2 separate regions of the Sus scrofa genome follow, and region 1 is linked to region 2. The links are chromatin contacts, called in public Hi-C maps. All regions are on one chromosome and are shown on one strand. Each heading gives the region's core, a stretch centred on a gene start, on an enhancer-like site or on the middle of the called end of the contact. The rest is flanking DNA. Distances are from core to core; before and after follow the strand shown. Region 1 has its middle 17 kb from the start of TRNAP-UGG. Region 2 holds the start of WNT11 (protein Wnt-11).

The links. A called contact is a pair of places that touch in the nucleus more often than the background predicts.
Region 1: a contact with region 2 is called in a Hi-C map of skeletal muscle, with 2.9 times the contacts expected there. The contact joins the enhancer-like site here to the promoter of WNT11 in region 2. A contact is called at or near these places in 1 of 5 promoter capture datasets (liver), 2 of 47 Hi-C or Micro-C datasets (embryonic fibroblasts and skeletal muscle) and 1 of 2 datasets of contacts at active chromatin or transcription factors (skeletal muscle).

What each region holds. Positions count from the first base shown.
Region 1 is chr9:10,471,186-10,475,240 of Sscrofa11.1, reverse strand. No RefSeq gene overlaps it. Among named protein-coding and RNA genes, the nearest start is that of TRNAP-UGG, 17 kb to the right of the region's middle. Within about 2 kb of position 2,595, at least 23 of the 83 cell types and tissues checked have an H3K27ac peak or open chromatin away from gene starts, as enhancers often do. A contact at or near this core is called in skeletal muscle, where this site is marked.
Region 2 is chr9:10,433,851-10,437,695 of Sscrofa11.1, reverse strand. WNT11 (protein Wnt-11) reads left to right here and starts at 2,538. Exons shown (of 6, transcript XM_005667138.3): 1 at 2,538-2,861.

The DNA.
Region 1 (4,055 bases), core at 1,346-3,845, 37 kb before region 2:
CAGGGCTCTTGGAGGGTGGCCTGGTGGGGTGGAGGGGTATGTGTTTGGGGCAGTGGGTCTCGACAGATTTCAAGTGCCAAACCAAGAGGTTGGACTGGAAATCCATGGGTGTGATTTTTTTCATGTCACAGTGATTGGGGATCTCCACTGACATTTTGCACATGAGGACATTGGAAAGTCTTGTGGGACATTTGCATGAATGAAAAGCCTGTCCATAATCCCTGGAACCTCGAACCTACCTGTTTTTTACATATAAGCGTGAAGTATTTTTTTACATGATTCTAATACACCCTGAATTTTCCGGGAACACGGCTGCCTTGTAAACTGAGGGAAGACTGTCTTTTGTCTTCCATTAAGACAGGGTCACCGTTTTGGAAAAATTACGTCACTGACGGCAGCGCTTCTTGATGTCTGAGTGACCTGGCCCGGTCTTGCAATCACAGTGAGCCCGCATATAGATTCTTCTGTCTTCTTAGGATAGTCAGCCCTGGGCACAAAAATAGTGCAATATGTATTTTTATTATAAATTACTTTCCATTTATTTCATTTCAGTTTTATTCCATGGTGCACTGGAGCCCAGTCACTAAAGAGCAGGTGGGGTATGTGTTTCTTCCTACCCTGCATTCAGTGTCGTCCTGTTGGTAGCTTGAAATTCGCCATCGTGGAAGTATTTACATCCTGGAAAGGGACAACAAAATACAGATCTACCTTGGAGATACTGTGGGTTCAGTTCCAGATCCACCCCAATAAAGCAGGTATTCCAATAAACAAGTCACATGAATTTTGGGGTTTCCCAGCACATGTAAAGGTTATGATTATACTATACTGTAGTCTGTTAAGAGTGCAAGAGCAGGAGTTCCCGCTGTGGCTCAGCGGTTAACAAATCTGACTAGCATCCAGGAGGACGCAGGTTCGACCCCTGGCCTCGCTCAGTGGGTTAAGGATCTGGCGTTGCTCTGAGCTGTGGTGTAGGTCACAGATACAGCTCCGATCTGGCGTGGCTGTGGCGTAGGCTGGCTCCCTACAGCTCCAATTGGACCCCTAGCCTGGGAACGCCCATATGTTGCAAGTGCGACCCTAAAAAGCAAAAAAAAAAAAAAAAGCATGCAAGATCATTATACCTAAAAACACAACATATGCCCCTTAGTTAAAAACACTTCTATTGCTAAAAAATGCTAGCCATCACCTGAGCCTTCAGGGAGTCATCATCTTTCTGCTCGTGGAGGGTTTGAAATGTTGTGAGAATTAGCAAAATTGACACGGAGACATAACGTGAGCAAAGGCTGTTGGGAAAAAGGCGCCAATAGACTTGCTCCACGCGGGTGGCCACGAACCCTCAATCTGCCAAAAACGCAACATCCGCGAAGCACAATAAAATGATGTGTGCCTGCATAAATCAAGTGTTATTTTTTCCTTTGGAGAGTCGATTGTTAAATGTTTATCAGCTCACTGCTGGCTAGCTGGCTTTTTCTCTGTGTGTGGACGCAGGCTCTAGGACCTGGGAAGACCATTTTCTGACACTGTTTCAGCCCACTCTAGGGACCCAGGCGGTGGAGACCCACAGGGGGAGGGAACGGGCCTGCAGGCGGCCGTCCGTGGGTAAGGACCTCTTGCCCACAGCAAGTGAGAAGCCCAATGGCCCCTGAAGACGCCAGGGAGCTTTGAATCCTTGTGAGGAGGCCTGTGTTGGGGAAGGTGACAGCCAGCCACAGAAGCATCTGCTCCCCCCCGCTTCCCCTCCAGGGAGGCAGGAGCCAGACCAGAGGCAGCCCTTGCTTCCGCACTCTGAAGCATTTAGCAATTTTGCGTGACGGATGCTGTGGCTGCTGTGCTGGGCTGGGCTATTTTGTTCATTGCTGTTTGGACAGATAGAGCTGGTCAGGAAAGGAGAGGCCAGTTGACCATGAGAGTGACCAGCCCTTGACTTGCCCTCTGGGGGGATCTGGGTCCCCCATCAGGTGCCCCGGGGTCGGCCCTAGCCCTCCCCATCCTGTCCCGATCCAGCCCACCAGCCCCAGGCTCCTCATTCACTTATAGTAACAGCCCCCAGCTCGGGAGCTCCTACTGTGCGCAGCCCCGTGCTAAGTCCTCATGGATTTCTCCACCTCTCCTGAGAGGTCATTTTATTTTCCCCATTTTCCAGATAAGACGTTCAGCTCGGGGAGAGGCTAGGACTTGCTCAAGGTCACCCAGCCAGCCAGCAATGGAGCCAGGACTGCAAGCCAGGCTGTCTGACGCCCAGCTGGGCTCTTCACCCCACACTTGACTTTCAAAGGGCAGATGCTATCTTCTCAATTCCTTCTTCCGATCACGTCCAACGTGCAGGTTCTGGAAGCGACCAGAGAAATGACATAATCCCATGAGTCTCAGTAGCTCAGCAATCCCCGCCCCCCAAAAGCTTCCCTATCAAAGGACCCGCTCCCACCGTGAGAGAAGCGGAGGGCCTCTTTTTCTAGAAGGGATGTTTCTGCTGTCTGTTTATTGTAGGGAGGGCTGGGCTGAATAATGGTGATTTCAGCGGTGTCGCTGAGAGCCAGTGTTATTGCTATGGCTTTGCAACACAAACAGAAAAAGAATCTATTAGTCACCGAGGAGTGTAAGAAGCCTGTTGAGTAATCACCCTGCCGGCCATGGTACCTGCAAACCACAAGGATGATACATGAAATACCGCAGCCAAATTCTTGGACACGCGAGGGTGGGTGTGGGGTCTGTGGGCCCAGAGGTCACGGGCCTTGTTCCGGAAACTCTGCTTCCTACCAAAGGACGGAGAACCCTCTGCTCGATTTCAACTTCCCATTTCACAGATGGGGAAACTGAGGCTACAAGGGAGAAATGGTTTACCCAGGTCCCTGTGGAGTTCAGGGCTGGGAGCCAGTTCTCGCTGGCTGCCCGCAGTCCGGGAGGACAGCAAGTGCTTGCGAGCGTGGCTGGGCTCACACGGGGCATTCTGCATCCCTCTCTGGCCCGCTTTCCTCCTGCCTCTGATAGGCCCTGGCTGACTTCAGAACCCCATCTCCTCCCCTTTGCAGATAAGGCTGCCAAGCCTTGCAGAGGGACTTGGGGACAGGGTGTGGTTTCCGGAATGTCCAGACTTGGGGACGGACTGGAGACAGACCAGGATCTGTGTCTCCTTTCCCCTTCCCCAGGCCGGTCCACTTGCAGCTGTGCGGCTGGATCCAGACACTCTGGAATTTGGAAAATGGGCAGAGACACCAAAGATTTTCCCCACATCCAATCAGAAAGGGCCTTCTTGGAAGGAATAAAGAAGAAGGAAAGAGGGGGCCAGAGCTTTGACTTCTGAGCACCTAGATACTGAGCACCCTAGATTCTGAGCACCCTAGATTCTGGCTACCAGTGTGAGCCAGTCCTTTCCCTGTGCAGGCCTCAGTTTTCCTCTTCTGTAAAATGGGCAGAGGGATGCTCATCCATTCAGTGAAACTGCAGAGTGCCCATCATCCAAGTTCACACTTTGGCCCACCCAGGCCAGGTACTGAGCTAATCTCTGTCCAGGCTCTCTTGCAATTCAGTCTCACAAGCATCCTCAGCTAGGTTTTATATTTCCTATTTTAATGACGAGGTAACTGGGACACATAGAGTTTTGAACAGCTTGTCCAGGATCCCACATAGATCCTGGGTCCATACCCAGGGGCCCAGGGGAGGAGCCCATGCCACATTCTGAAGGTACTTTATTTAAGCTGGAGTGTGGTGTCAGCTGGAGCCGGAATCTTCTGTCCAAACGTGGGGATAGCAAGGGAGCCCCCAGAAGATGCTCCTTTACACTGGGCACAGAAGCCAGCCCTGGGCCCAGCCCCTCTGCATTTGAGAGGGGGGCCTCGGACTGCCTCCCCCACCCCATCAGTGGTAGGCTGCTGGGGGCGCCCATTCACAGAGCTGGAGAGACAGGGGGCTGTTTCAGCGCTTGCCCCCGATGGCTGGCTCCCTGAGTAACAAGTATGGGCCCTGTGAGGGCAGCTGAATTTTTTTCTTTTGCGTTGTGGCATGCAGAAGTTCCCGGGCCAGGGATCAAACCAGATCAAACCAGCGCGATAGCAGTG
Region 2 (3,845 bases), core at 1,289-3,788:
CCCAGAGCCTCCTCCCCTCTAGAGGGGAGCTCAGGGGGCCACCTCTCAATCTAAGCTTTTGAAATAATTTCCTCGTCTTCCCCTCTCCCCGCCCAGGGCAGGGGTTCCTGTCTTCGCTGATGCCTGGATCTTGAGTCTCAAGACAGAGCCAAGAAGCTGGGAGGGTCCCAGAGGGCTGGGGCCGGGCTTCGGGAGTCCTGGCATCTCCTCCTGGCCTCCTCAACCCCTCTCCAGAAAGCACAAAGTCACTATCCTCCTTCTATGTGTTTCCATGGGGTCTCCAGCTACTGTGCACTTCCCACCGGGGAGAACTGGGTTCACATATTAACTCCACCACTTGCCAGCATTCCAGTTGGAGCCTCAGCTGCTACATCTATGAAATGGGATACTGAGCCCCGTCTTGGAGAAGAGAGGATTTGCTGGGACTGTCTTCTCCTCGTGCTACGGATGAGGAAATTCAAGTTCAGGGCGTTTCAGGCAACGTGGTCAAGATCACACAGCTCAGAATAAAACTGGCAAAATCAATACTGGAACCCAAGTCCACGTGGCTCCAAATGACTTCCTGTATGTACATTAGCGGGGAGCTGGCAGATCTCTGGTTGAAGGACTGTTTGTGCAAATGTTTAGAGGAAACTGATTGAGCTTCTGAAGTGACCAAAGGGTGATCGCAGCTGGACAGAAGTCACCGAGAATGGCTCTGACTGTGGTGGCCAGCGTGCCTTGGAATGTTAGAGCTAAGGACCCCCGTCAGTAGCCTCTGAGGTGCAGCAGCTCCGTCTCCCACACCCGCTTCCTACCCGCCCCCCCAAAGCCATGCTACTGGCCCGTGGTGTTCAGCAAGGGATTAACTCCAATGTCCTGGAAGAAGAGATGAAGATGTCCCAGTGTGTGTTCACAAGGACATTCCTGAGACCATAAGCAGGGATACGCGTGTATTGGTGTTGCCTGCTTGGAAGCCGTGTGTGTGTGTGTGTCCTCGCTGCATGCATGGAAACACGTGTGTTTGTGTAGGAACTGGATTGGGGCAGTCTGTGTGTTCAGCCTCATCTTGAAGATGGGTATGGGAGTTCCCGTTGTGGCTCAGTGGTAGCAAACCCAACTAGCATCCATGAGGCTGTGGGTTCGATCCCTGGCCTCGCTCAGTGGGTTAAGGATCTGCAGTTGCCGTAATCTGTGGTGCAGGTTGCAGTCAAGGCATGGATTCTGCATTGCTGTGGCTGTGGCGTAGGCCGGTGGCTATGGCTCTGACTTGACCCCTAGCCTGGGAACCTCCATTTGCCATGGGTGTGGCCTAAAAAGCAAAACAAAAAAGCAAAGATAGAAAAGGAAAATGTGTACGGCCATTTCCCCTGTATGTGCAACTGAGTGTGTGGGGGCCTACGGTGTGTCCGAGGATCTCCTGAGTGTGTTTGTGACCACTTGTGGGGAGATCAGTCCCAGCCCTGTGCAGAAAGGGGACTGGCTGCTTACGTGCAGGGGCACTTGCATGGCTGAGAACCTGCGGTGGACTCTGGGCTCAGACGTGGGCATCGTTTGCCGTTACAGCCAGGTTAAGACAGCCTAGGGGTGCTGTTCATGGGTGCCTACAAGGAACTGGGGAAAGAGTACCAAGCATTTTTTTGAAATCTGAAAGAAGCCCCCTTTCACTAAATCTATTTCCCCTTCTGCTAAAGAACTAGATTATTCTTGAGATCATCCTTGGGGTTGGGGCCCCTGAGGTGGGGAGTGGGAGAGACAGAAGTTAGGGCAACCACAGTAACCAACCGGGGCAGGTAGAAAGGGGAGGGGGCACAGTCAGCCAGGGAGGGCCCAGGTGGGCGTGGAACCAGTCCCAGGGAAGTCTCCCCAGAAATACAGCCCCAGCCCCAACCCCAGGCAAGGTTCTACACCCGCAAGGAGCACTCTTCCTTCTCTTTAGCTTCTGAAACCAGCCCTCTGCTGGTGGTTCCTTGGAGACCAGGGCAAGGTACCCAGAAGACTCCCTAAGAGTCATCCCAGAGATGGGACGCCTGCCTCCTTGGTGCCAAGGTTACAGCGCCTTCTCAGGGCAGAGCCGTGGCGCCTCCTTTCTTCGCTGAGAGTCCGCAGACCTGGAACCAGCGATCTGGAGAGGCAACCCTGTGAAGGCTGGACTGGGACACCGAGGCAGCTCTCGGGGTCCCCGATGTCTGCCGGGACCTGAGCTACAGGATCAACACCGAGGGATGCCTGGGCCCCAGACCGAGACCTAAGTCGGACTTTCGCCTGAGCCCCAGGCTTCCTCCTCTGCCAAACCAGACGGGGTGGAGGGCTTGCTGTGAGGTTGAGAAACCGGCCTTACCTGGGCCCCACGCACCCCAGGCACGCAGTAGGCTCGCAGCCCGCACGCTCAGTTAACACCAGCTGCAGTTACAGTCTGTAAGTCTCCTCTTTGGAACGCAACAGGGTGCGACGTCCTCTCGTGCCGCTGGCGCCGCGGGTCCGTGGCATCCGCGGGGACCCCGCCCCCGCCCCCCGCGCGCGGCGCGAGCCACCCGGTGGGGTTTCGGCGCGCTGACGTGGGCGGATCAAAGCAGCTGCCCGCGCCTTATAAAGCAGTTCGGGCAGCCGGGGCGGGAGACGGTGCCGGCTGAGCAGGAGAGCTCGGGCGAGCGGGCGAGCGCAGGCCCCGGCAGCCGAGCCCCCTCCAGAGCGGCCTGAGTCCGCGCCCCGGTCCCCGAGAGCCCCGAGCCGGCCGCTGCTCGCCAGGATCCCGGGCGTCCTTCTCCTGCCGCAAGTGAAGAGTGCGCCCTCGCCGCCGGCCCAGCAGGGAGAGCGCTCGGGTCCGCTGGGGGCCGCGCTCGCCGCTCCCCGGCCGGCCCCTCCAGGCGAGGGCCCAGGAGGTGAGCTGCGGCCGCGGGCACCGGGCGAGAGCTCCGCGGGGACCTGCCAGGGCGGCGGGGGGCTACGGGCGCCCGAATCCGAGGGGGACGGCGCGATCCCGTCGGGCGCTCGCTCCCGGGTAGGCAAAGCAAGCCCTTTTCCATGCCTCTCCTCCGCCGCTCTCCCAGGCATTCCCCCCACTCACCGCAGTCCCGCGGGGCTGGGGGCGCCGGCTTTATGCGGACGAATGGTGCAGGGGGGCCGTGCATTTCCCGCGGGCCGCCGCAAGCCTACCCACCCCCCTTAAGACCCTCTCGCTCCCAGTCAGCCCGCGGATGAGGTCATGCCCGAGCCACCGCGGGGGTGGGGGACTTGGATCCTGCAGCAGGGGTGTGTGTGGCGGGACGGGAGAGGGTGGCCAAAGGCAGAGAACTACGGCAGTTCCTCCTAAATTGGGGGGTGGGGCGGACGCCTGGCTTTGAGACGGGCCCCCAGAAGCGGCCAGGGAGTGAACCGAGAGTTTGTTTACAGACCTGAGCTCCAGGCTCGGGGGTAGGGAGGAGGAAAGTCCTGTCCCGGCCCCCAGGCACATCTGGAGCCGCTCTGAACATCTGGCGGAGCTCGCGCACGAGCCCCACACCTCCCACCTCCCGGAGCTAAGGTACCTCCAAGACCCTCACGGCCCTTAGGCGCTCGGGGTCGGGCTCAGAGAGGGTTGTATGAGGTACCCCGAGTTCCCTCACCCCACCCTTCCCACTTCCAAAATAACCCCCACCCCTACCGCCGCCCCCTGGCGCACCGTCTGCAGCCCAGCAAACGCATCTCGCGGCCAGGGTCAAAGGCGGGGAGCGGGCCCCACCTCGCTAGGCGTCGCAGGTAACCTTGAAGCAGTGGCTCTGTGTCACGGATTCCCGGGGTCGGCTCTGCGAGCTGCGCAGCGACAGGCTTCAGGCCGGGCCCGCGGCGACCTTCCGCGCGGCGTGGACACGCAGCCCCGGCGCGCA